4 separate regions of the Mus musculus genome follow, and all the other regions are linked to region 1. A link is a contact called in public promoter capture Hi-C data. All regions are on one chromosome and are shown on one strand. Each heading gives the region's core, a stretch centred on a gene start, on an enhancer-like site or on the middle of the called end of the contact. The rest is flanking DNA. Distances are from core to core; before and after follow the strand shown.

Evidence for each region. Promoter capture Hi-C pulls out the DNA fragments that hold promoters and counts their contacts.
Region 2: a promoter capture Hi-C map of pre-B cells shows a contact between it and region 1, with 5 times the contacts expected there. The contact joins the promoter of Spire2 here to the promoter of Zfp469 in region 1. A contact is called at or near these places in 2 of 39 promoter capture datasets (liver and pre-B cells).
Region 3: a contact with region 1 is called in a promoter capture Hi-C map of liver, with 3 times the contacts expected there. The contact joins the promoter of Ccsap here to the promoter of Zfp469 in region 1.
Region 4: a contact with region 1 is called in a promoter capture Hi-C map of pre-B cells, with 2.7 times the contacts expected there. The contact joins the promoter of Spata2l here to the promoter of Zfp469 in region 1. A contact is called at or near these places in 1 of 39 promoter capture datasets (pre-B cells), 2 of 115 datasets of contacts at active chromatin or transcription factors (bone marrow-derived macrophages and large pre-B cells) and 1 of 9 other capture datasets (liver).

What each region holds. Positions count from the first base shown.
Region 1 is chr8:122,228,996-122,231,695 of GRCm38.p6, forward strand. Zfp469 (zinc finger protein 469) reads left to right here and starts at 1,279. Exons shown (of 3, transcript NM_001362883.1): 1 at 1,279-1,416.
Region 2 is chr8:123,331,442-123,334,141 of GRCm38.p6, forward strand. It overlaps Spire2 (spire type actin nucleation factor 2), which reads left to right and starts at 1,272. Exons shown (of 15, transcript NM_172287.2): 1 at 1,272-1,579. The coding sequence starts at 1,324.
Region 3 is chr8:123,858,211-123,860,910 of GRCm38.p6, forward strand. Ccsap (centriole, cilia and spindle associated protein) reads right to left here and starts at 1,258. Exons shown (of 3, transcript NM_001379289.1): 1 at 885-1,258. The coding sequence starts at 1,200. Gm9901 (a long non-coding RNA gene) reads left to right here and starts at 1,245. Exons shown (of 2, transcript XR_388182.4): 1 at 1,245-1,424; 2 at 1,660-2,288.
Region 4 is chr8:123,234,972-123,237,671 of GRCm38.p6, forward strand. Spata2l (spermatogenesis associated 2-like) reads right to left here and starts at 1,287. Exons shown (of 3, transcript NM_030176.3): 1 at 1,179-1,287; 2 at 547-878. The coding sequence starts at 849. 4933417D19Rik (RIKEN cDNA 4933417D19 gene) reads left to right here and starts at 120. Exons shown (of 3, transcript NR_045849.1): 1 at 120-582.

The sequences.
Region 1 (2,700 bases), core at 29-2,528:
AGGAAGCATCCTGGAAGCCTGCGCCCAGCCTTGCTTTGCATGATAAAGGTGTTCCCAGGAGTGAAACTGGAACTTCTGAGTGGCAGCTAGACCTACTGGGGGTGGGAGCTGTGGAAGGGCTCTTTCTGACAGGGTCTCTTTCCGTGAAGTACCCCCGCCTGTTGAGAAGCCCACAGATCAATGGTCAGTGATCCAGTTCATCTAAAGTGGAGTCAGTGATCTTCTCTCTCTCAGGACCTGGGGCTGTGAGCTCACATCGTGTACGTGTGTGCGTGGAGACCAGAGGTCGGCTTCAGGTGCTGTCCGCTTTGTTATGGAGACAGGTTACCCTGGAGCTCACCGAGTAAATTAAGCTGCCTGGCCAGCTAGCCCCAGGGATCTGCCTGGCTCTTGCTTCCCCAGCACTGGGTTCAAATACACGCCACACCTTGCCTTTTTACTCAATGCTGGGGCATTGAACCCTCATGCTGAGCTGAACATCTTAACATAAGCTCTTCCAGCTGTGTGGCCTCTGGCAGATTCCTGATCTGTGAAGCTTGGGTTCATGTTAGATGTGGCATTTTGTCAGATGATCTTAAAGGTGCCCCTCCGTCTCTAGAGACCTAAATAGCTCCTTCGGTCCCCACTACGTTCCAGTGTGCTCATCCCCAGGCTGGATGATGGCCCAGTAGGAAGCCACCAAGGTTGATGACTTCGAGCTCTGTGTTATGACAGAAGCCCGCTGGACATCTACTCCAGGCCGCAGCACCTTAGAGTGTCAGACTTATGTACTGGGGGGTAGGGGGAGGCTTAACCTGAATTTTCCCCTAAACAGGTGTCAGCTATGGCCCGGGCCCTAACCTTCCGGGACAGAAGCCAGAGGAAGAGGTTTAGTTGCTTTTGGTGGCCCAGGGACTGGGAGGAGCGAAGGATGGATAGAGCTGCGACTGGAAGCCACACGGTGGAATGGTGGCAGCCGTTTCCGAAGTTGCGCTGAAGCCAGGCTTTCCGCCCAGCGGCGTGCCAGCTGTAGAACTGGCCAAGGAGCGTGTTGTGGGGGGAGAGGGTTGGTGACCGGGGAGAGAGTTTCCCACCAGGCCGGCGTGGCTAGGTGGATCACATGAAACCAACACCTAGGAAAAGCCGTGCTAAAAATAGCCGGGGCGGGGCGGGGGGGGGGGGGGGCGCAAGCGTGTAACCCAAGCCGGGGCGCTGCTGTGCGTCCGGCCTCCGCGCGAGCGCTGCCCGCGGACCGGCCCGGGAGGCGGCCCTCTGCTCGCACCCCGCCCCAGGCGCAGCGCGGCGGCTCGGTGCCCGGCGGACGGGCGGGCGGGCGGCCGGGGCGCTGCGGGCGGGGATGAGCGCTGGGGCTACGCGGTCCGGGCGCGGGCGCCCCGCGCGTCCCGGGAACTGGAGCTACGCGCGGCCGGGGCGGAGGTGAGTGCGCGTCGCTGGGGTGATCAGGGACGGGTGCGGTCACCGCGCTGCCCTCCAGGCGCACGGCTGGCCTCGGGTTCCGACACACGGTGAGACGAGCTGCAGGCGCCGAGTACCGAACTCGGGGCTGCCTGGCCCAGCCCCTGAGAGAGCTGTTGGGGATGTCGCCCGCGAGTTGCGAAGCACAGAGCAAGCATCACCAGAGCCCAGGGGAGTCGGAGCCACGGGGCTGCGGGAGGTGAAGCGGTAACTCATTCATTGCGACTTGGAACCGTTCGTATGCTACTCCACCGCCGCCCGCTCGGGACCCCCTAAGGTCTGATTCCGCGGGCGGGATGGGGTCCGGCTAGCGGACTTGAGGGTCACCACGCTCTTGCTTCCGCCAGGAGGCCCATCGCGCCCCCACCCACCCTGTGCTTTGGGGCAGCTCCGCTGGAGGAGTCCACGGAGTTAAGCTAAGCCGACCGCGGAGACACTGCGCCCCTCGTGGCGATGGTGGGAAGGGGAGGGTATCGTAGCGGGATTCAATCGGACTTCCAGTGGCGGCCTGGACCCTGTCCTGCACCCGAGACCCCAGGGTAGAAGCAGGGATGTGCATAGCAGACAGGAAAGCGGAACAGCCGGGCTGCTGAGTGGGGCTCGGGCTCCAGCTGAGACAGTTGATGGCTTTTCTTCGGGCTCCTCTGAGCCGGCTGTGTGGGGACTGTGCCACGTGTTACTACTGCATTTAATCTTCCTAGTGAAATGGGTGGAACCCCGTGCTCTAGATGAAGAGGGTCAGAGTGGCCTGTGTTGCACAGCTGGAAAGCAGCAGAGGTGCTGACAGTCCAGAGCCACACTGCCAGTTGACTCTGGTCCAGTTCCCCCTGTTAGAGGGACAAAGGTGTGTCGAGGCCTCTGTGTCCTGCACTGTCCCAACCGTCTTTACTCAGCCAACACCCAAGTCCGGAAAATAACAGACAAGCGGGCAAAATGCTTGGGCATATTGACGGGGCCAGTCGGGGAGAGCAGCAGCTGGCCAGCAGTCCCTTCAGGATGGCATAAGCTTGCCTGGCAGGTCCCTTTTGCCATAAGCTTGGCCTGGCAGGTCCCAAACAACTGGGCAGAGCCAACAGAGTGTGTCTTCCTTATTGTGAATGGGAGAAGGCAGCAGAGGACGGCACAGGGTTTCTTCAGTCTGGGAGATAAGGTGAGACAAAGCAAGTGGACTCCAGGCTGTCAGTATCCCAGGGCATTGTAGAGGCCGTGGGAGAGCCAAAGAGAGCTCTGAAGTCATGAGCTTAC
Region 2 (2,700 bases), core at 22-2,521, 1.1 Mb after region 1:
CCAGAAACACCCTGGCCTCATCAGTGGGCGCTGTCAGCACACACTTGGTACTGTGTGACTCAGACTTTCCTTAAACTACTTGGATACAGGCTCTCATTCCTAACATAAGCAAGGAATGAGTTTCCTTGTGGGAGGTTCCTACTGTTCCTTCCCTACTGAGGTAGCCCTTGAAGTTTCTGAGGATTAGGGAAGAAGAGCCAGAGTTCCAGGTTGTCTGCACAATGTATCCTGAGCAGAGAGAACCTTCCCTTTCATTTCCTCTTCTCCAGTGTCCTTTGGTTCCGCTTAAATCTGTTGTGTCTCATAAGCTTGAGAACTGGTTGAAGGATGTCACACTCGCCCAGATATTGATTATAAACACTTTCAGGCAAAATTCATTTGTATCCTTTCTTTCCAATTGAAGACTAAGAATCCAGAGGAGATTGTCAGCCAGCCCTACACCAAGTCTCTCTCTTACAATTATGTCCCAGCCTTGTGCTTCCTAGGCGATAGTTCTACCGCAAAGCAAAGCCCGAGACCAACTGCCTTGTTATCATTTATCTCCCAGCTGTGTCTTCTCGCTCTGTTCTTCTCAACCGTCGTAAAGATGGCTGAAACTACTTTCAACAAAGCTGTGTGCTGTGCTTAGCTTGTTAACACTTTTGATGTGCCTTGGAATGAAGGCAACACACTCTGAGAATGAGGTGTTGTGTTAGCTCGGTCACATTGTTTGTCACTAAGACACTAAGGGTTTGAAGCTGATCCTTTCGAGCAGAAAAAAAGGACCATTTATGAAGTACTTCATCCCTGAAGGCTTGCATCATCTTTGAGCCAATCACACTATAGCGACCTCCTAAGGTCCAGGCCTTCCACAAAGACCATCACAGGCACTGTCTGCTTTAAAGAGCCAGAGCCAAGGGAGCGCGTGTACGTGTGCCTCTGTGTGTGTGTGTGTGTGTGTTCGTGTGCAAGGTCCCCATCATGCTTAACCCCACCCCTCTTCAGTCAGCTTTTCCTCCTCGCACCCCCAACCGGTTTCTAACAAACCTTAGTCCTCTCTTGTCCTGCACCCTCCCTCTCCGGCTGCCCCTCCTAGCTCTGCCCCTCCCCCTGGCTCGCCCCTCCCTACCGGTCTTCCCTTCCCTCCCCGCCCGGCCCCGCCTCTTTGACCATTAGCCTCCTCCTCCTCCATCAGCCCCCGCCCTCACCTGCATCTGCCCGCGAGGGGCGGGGCCGGAATGACAAAGCACACGGGCGGCGCGGGACCCGCCCCCTCGCTCGGCGGTGCGTCGCCCCGCTGTTATGGAGACCCGCCGCGCGCGCGGGCGGCGATGATGGGCGGCCATGGCCCGGGCGGGCGGCGGCGGCGCAGCAGCTCCCGAACGCGCGGGGGGCGCGGCGCGGCCCGAGCCGTGGGAGCTGTCCCTGGAGGAAGTGCTGAAGGTGTACGAGCAGCCCATCAACGAGGAGCAGGCCTGGGCGGTGTGCTTCCAGGGCTGCCGCGGGCTGCGGGGCGAGCCGGGCGGCGTGCGGCGCATCCGGGACACGGCAGACATCCTCCTGCGTAGGGACGGTTCGGTTGGCGCGCGGCTGGAGCCCGGTAAGGCGCACCGGAGTGGGTGGGGGTGTGGCCGGCGCGGCGGGCGAGCGGGCGGCCGCTGAGGGCACCCCGGTGCCAAGTGACGGGGCCTCGACCTTTCTCACATCAGCGCCCAGATAGCGCTCTACCGGACCGGGAAGGCCCCACCCTGCCCTCTGGATCTGGGACTCCTTGTCTTCCCTTCGACCTAGGAGAACCCCACAATCACACACACACACACACACACACACACACACGCAGTCTGGGATAACCCTACCAACAGCCCACTATCACACACACACACACACACACACACACACACACACACGCAGTCTGGGATAACCCTACCAACAGCCCATCGTTCTTGATGAGAAGCGGCCGGTTGGCTGCTCGCGCCCAGGGACGCTTTCCCCAGGGGAGAGTGGCTTTGGTTAAAAGCCGGAGTATCTTACGGTCAAGTCCTGAATTTCGGAAGCCTCTCCTTTAGTCAGTTCCCTTTAAGATGGTTTGGGGGAGTCTGCAGTCCTCTGGCCTTGCTCTGGCAGGGCCTGTGGGTGTTCCCGTGAAACTGGTACTCCCCTCTGGCGACACTGCAGACCTTGAGGCTACTTAGAGATGTGTGCCTTTTTCTAGGGGTAGGGAGAGCAGGAGTAATGTGCCTTGTTCTGAGTCTGTACTGAATTAATACTAATTTTTTGAGTTTAATTGTAAATGTAAGCAGAGTGTATAACCTGTGATTTAAAAAAAAAACCAAAACTTAAACAGTGAGAACCAACAATTGAGCTTTTGAAAGATTATTGTAGTCTATTCAGAGCGTTGAGTTCAGGCTCCTGTCTACTGTTCCGCCTCACTTTCCCCCTGGAGAACTGTAGTTCTAGTATGGGGCATACAGTGATAGTACCCCAAAAGTTGATACCCGGTTGGGAGCACAAAGGCAGGCTGTGTGTTTGCTGAGGGAAGGCTGGCCTCCCTCCAACCCCGAGAGCTGTGGGCTTGCAGAAATTCTCTCAGGCAGGCATCTGCGGGGGACTAGGAATGATAAGCAAGGCCAAAGAGAAGCAAAGGACAACAGCTGCCTCTGGAGCAGGAAGGGCCCATTGTGCGCACAGAGGAGCCGCCACCGTGGCTTTCCCAGGCTTCTC
Region 3 (2,700 bases), core at 8-2,507, 1.6 Mb after region 1:
CCGCCCCCACCACCTTCTGCCACTTTCCCTAATTTCTAACCACATCACTGAAGCATCAGAATGGTCGTCATAAGCGACCAGATGACACAAGGCGGCCCAGCCATGCAAGAACTGAGAATAGGCAAACATAGTAACCAAGAGCAGGGAAATCCGACCCTTTCAGACTCCGACCATGGATCCCAAGCTCCCATGGCTTTGTTTACAAAACTGAGATTAAAAACAAAGGGCCCATCATATGACTTTGAAGGTCGAATGAGAAAATACATATTCCTAGACCAGTCACTGAGAAATAACTTTTTCACCACTGGACTCTCAGAAGAGTTCAGAGAGGTGGCTGGCAACCATAGTGATCTACAGTTGTACTGAAGTACTGCCCTGAGTCCAGGCAAACCCCAGGGCTCTCTGCTGACAGCCCCACTCCGCAACGGCGGGAAAGTGGCTCACAGCGTATACAAAGAGGGGTTCGTCCACAAACAAACGCATACCATTCTTCAGAGACAGCGAGACCAGGCCTTCAAGGCGTTCACACTGACAACCATGACCCCATTATGACAGCTCGGGCGTTCTTAACTTCAGTCGGTCATCTTTGGAATGAAAAGCTCCTCTCGCCAAACAGGATGCGCAGAAACAAACAGATCCGCCATCTGGTGGATCGAGGGCTCACTGAGCGGGCCACTGCCTGCGACCAAGGACCCCAACCAGGGTCATATGAGTTGGAGGTCATAAAGGGCTCCGCCAAGAGTCACCAAATTAGGGAAACCTGGGGTGGGAAGGTGGAAATGCGGCCCGCACCTTCCCCGCTTAGTTCAGCAAGCGGATTCTGTCAACCCCAATTAAACCAAAACAGGAAGCGCTGAGAACGGAGCAACGCGCTGTGCCCGTACCTGGTAACACTGTGTCCTGCTCCTCCGCGTCCCGCAGCTCCGCGCCGCGCTCCCCCACCGGCTGCTCCTCCTCCCGCGCGGAGGGCGCCGAGGGCTCCCCTAACGCGCCCCTGGGGGCCGGACTGGGTGAAGCCGAGCTGTCCGAGGGGCTGTCCGGGCCCCAGGCGTCCCAGAGCCAGGGCGCGTGCGCTTGCTCCAGCAGCCGGCGGCCCAGGCGGTAGCGCAGCAGCTCGCGGTAGCACGGCGCGTATTCGTCCCAGCGCGGCTCCCGATAGCGCTTCATATACTCGCTCTTCACCCCGCTGCCCGGGGACATGGTGCCGCGCGCCGCCGACTGCCTGCTCCGCGCTGCCGCCTACGGGTGCGACGGACTCAGAGGCGCGGCCCGCCGCGCGGTTCAAACCCGGAGCCCCGCCCGGACTGGAGGGCGGAGGCTGGGGCAAGGAGGGGCGGAGAGGGGGCGGGTCTGTGACGGGTGTTTCTGGGAGAGGGCGTTCCTAGCGGGGGCGGAGTTCCGGGCTGGGAAGGCCCCTAGTTCAGGTAATAGCGGGGGCGGGGTTTCAGGAGGGATTCCAGGCGACGCGACCTATCTAGATGGAATGATAGGTGGTCACCAGGGGTCTGCTCCACTCGGTAGAGGTGGAGACCACCGGACTCAAGGTGACGGGACAGGGGATCTTAGGTCCCCAGACACCCTCCTGGGCGAGGAGTCGGGGACTCTAGGAGCAGCGTCCTTACCTCCTGCCTGTTCTATCCTCCGCTCTCCGGAGGTCAGCTGAGATCGTGGCGCAGCAGCTATAGCGCGAACAGCGTTTCTCCTTGCGCGTCCTCCACCAAGATGTCGCCGATGGAGCGGTGGCTCCGCGGTCCTACAGCAGCCGGAGACGAAGGCGCCGCCCTAGCCTGAAGCCTGCACCTCCCCGCGCGCCCGCCGGGCCCCCGCCCGCTCCTGCGCCCGCGCCTGGGGCGCTGCTGTGAACCCCCAGCTCGTTCGCCCACTCGCTACTGGGGGCCTCGCGAGGAGGCTTCAGCTCTAGATGCAACCTGAGCAACCAACACCTAGCCGAGGACCAAATCCTGTGTCCCGATTCCTTCCTCTTTTCACAACGCCCGGGTTCTCAGGCCTTAGTGATTTTTTTATTGTTGTTGTTAATGATGTTGTTGATGTTGCTATTTTAATACATTTCCCTCCTCTGCCCCCTTTTTGAGACAAATCTCATGTTACCAAGGCTGGTCTAGAACTCATTCCAGAGCCCAAGCTGGTCTTGAACTCCTGATCCTTCTCCGCCAACCTCACAAGTGCTGGAATTAGCAGGTATGAGCCGCCTCACCTGCCCTTGCCTTTTATAACTTACTAGAGGCCAACTTTTGTAAAAATAAATAAATAAAATAAAATAAAGCCTAGGGCCTGCTCAAGGACCTGGTGCAAATGTTTGGCTTGGGCTCTAATGGACAGGGTCGCAGGGTTGTTACTGTTGCAATCCTGCTCTACAGATGGCTTTTGTAAAAGGAAGCATTGATGCAATCGCTGCAGAAAGATTTGAAAGGACAGGCATCCAGGAAGGATCACACTAAAAAAAAAAAGAAAGAAAGAAAAAGAAGGAAGGAAGGAGGAAGGAAGGAAGGAAGGAAGGAAGGAAGGAAGGAAGAAAAAAAAGTAGGTCCCAGCGGGATGTTTCCAGGAAGCAGATCACTTTGGGATTTCTGCAGTTCAGTTGAACTATTCCCATGTGTCTACACCTGCCTGGACCCGTTCTGAACATAGGACGCTAAGGCTGAAGGGTGTTCACAGCCTAGGTGGCTGCTCTGAGAACCT
Region 4 (2,700 bases), core at 37-2,536, 1.0 Mb after region 1:
TCCCGTGGAGCAGCAGGCTGGTGGGGTGTGGAGGGGGAGACGTTACCATGACAACCGGTGGAGGTTTACCTCGCCCACGTGCATTCTGACGTCATTGCCTTCCCACTCAAAATTAGCTCAGAGCGGCCCTACCCCCTCTAAGTGGTCTGCCATCTGACCTAAGGACTAGGCCAGCCCTGGACCTGGCCGCCTAACCTGGACCCAGGCAGGAATAAGATCCCTGCTGTTCTGATCTGCTGTTCTCTTCCCAGTCTTAGCAGCCTCCTTTTACAGATGGGGACCAGTCCACATCTTAGAGGAGTTAGGATGACCATAGGACATCAAGTACCTCCCTCACCCACCCACGTCTACCCTAGAATTTCCATGGCAACTAGGGCAGTGAGACTACTTTGAGGACAGCCATATAAGTTCTAGGTGAATGACTGGTAGGCATGCATCCCAACACGCCCACGAGCCCTCAACGCAGAACCCTCCCCTGAAGAGGATCTGCAGCCCTCAAACAGCCTGGACAAGGACGGGAGTGAAGGAGCACCACTGATGCCATACCTTGATAGTGGTGAACTCCTTTCTCCAGGGCAGCAGGTACAGGTGCACAGCGGCCAGCTCTAGGAGCTCAAAGGCGCGGGCCAGATCTTGGAGGGCCGGTGCCAGGTCAGCCCGCCCCCACAGGCCATCAGTGAACAGGGCTAGCGCATCGTCCTGTAGCGCCCCGTGCAGGTCAAAGTCTTCCACCAGAATCTGCCAGAGCACCGCGCGCAGCGAGGGGTCGCCGCAAACGCCCGCGCGGCCGCGCCGCAGCTCGCGCTCCAGGCACTGGCGATAGTCCTCGGACAGTGAGCTGCTGCCCATCCTGATCAGGTCCGGGATGAGGTGTCAAACTAGAGACCATGTCATCTCAGCTGTGTGTGCGACTCTCAACCCCGCACCCAGCAAGCCCAGGGCTCCCTCCAACCTGGAAATAGGGACCTTGGCAGCTTAGCCAACTCTCGGAATCTATGGTCCCTGAGACGTGGACGCTGACAGCTCAGTGACCACAGTATTTGTAGCCTCCCCTCCCCAGGACACCTTCAGCCCCGCTTGCTGAGCGTCCTCGTATCAACAGCTCCGCTCCCACTAGCTGAACCTCTTGCAGCCAGAGCCCCTCTCCCACTGACGGTCCCCGTGGGCGGCGGTGCTACCTGCTAGTCGCCAGCTATTCCAGAGAGCTCCGCTTGGGCCTGGGTCTCTCCTCGCTCTTCCGCAGAAAGTCAAGCCCGCCCCTTGGCCTTGGTCGTGACGTTGGTGGGCGAGGCTGGAGTCGGGTGCCGCCCTTTCGGCTAAGTAGGAGGGTGGAGGTGTAGGCGTGGCCTGGGCGAAGCTGGGCGTGGCCCTCCCCTGCAGCTCACCTTTTGAAGTTCTCTCAGATTCACTAGTTAGTCTTTCAGCTAGTCTGAGTGGGAGTACACAGTGGGTGTATGATCACTGGTCGCCAAGATGTGCCTAGCGGAACCGGTCTGAACCAGGCTGGACTTTGGCTCCTCAAGCCAACCCACAGAATAGCCAAATACCGGCTAGGCGGGGCCTGTCTTGGCAGATCATGGACCAAAGGAGGTCAAACACACGTATTTAAGTACAATTTAAAACGGGTGGGGTGGTGGACTGCCCAGTGGGTATGAGCACCTGCGTGGCAGCTCATTTTTTTGTCTTTAACTCCAGTTCCCAACATCCACTTCTGGCCCCTGCATCTGGTGTTTTTGATGCACATGCATGCAAACAAAATAATTATAAATAATAGAACGGGAGGTCCTTCGGACTGCCTCTGCAGGCTTTGTTTCCTGGTCTCTGGCACTTCATTTCTTAGTCCCTGAGAAAGTCGGTTAGGGAGTATTTGAGGCAGGATGAATGTATTCACCCTCCAGGACAAGGTGTTCCTTAAGTGTGTGACCTACAGACCTTCAAAACTGACCGGGATCCTGAAATCCAAGAATTGGTCTGGGTGACCTCAGGGAAACTGTTAACCTCAACTTGCTGTGGTCTTAGGCAACTCACTCAGGACCGAAGGCACCTTCTCCTTAATCTTAAACCCTAAGCTTCGTGTAAGCAGTAGCTTTTGCTTCATCCACTTCTGGGCAGCCTGCACCCTCGATCTCTCCAGCTCACCAAGCCTAGGCCAAGTTTGATCAAATAGAACCTGGCATAGGGGAGGTATCTGTCTTCTTGAATTTCTCACAGTCAAAGGACTTCAGATCGTGTAACTAAGCAGGCCACAGTCCCCAGGTGCCCTGCTGGCTATCACTGAACATAGAGGTCTTTTGTTGTGAGCTCACCAATCCAAAGGGGAACCTTGGTTGGCTTTCGAGGTTGCTTCAACTCACAGTGACATAGTTTAACTTCTGACAAATCATAAAGATTCCATGCTTGCCTTGTTTCAAGACAAGCCTGGATCCCGCCTGCGGCAGAACAAGGGGATTAACAGAAAAAGGAAGAGGCCTTGGGGGCAGGGGTGTGACCCTGAGGTAGAACAATTGCTTGCTTTGTGTAAGGTCCCCAGGTTCAGTCTCTAGCATTGCAAAAAATTATGTTACACTAACGTCGAAGCTAATGTTCACCTGCAAAAGTGTTCTTTTCTTCTATTTGTAACTTGTAAATTATTCTGGATTGGGATGAGCCTTGAACTAACGATATTGATGTTCTTCCTCCAACCTCTCTCTCTGTGTGTGT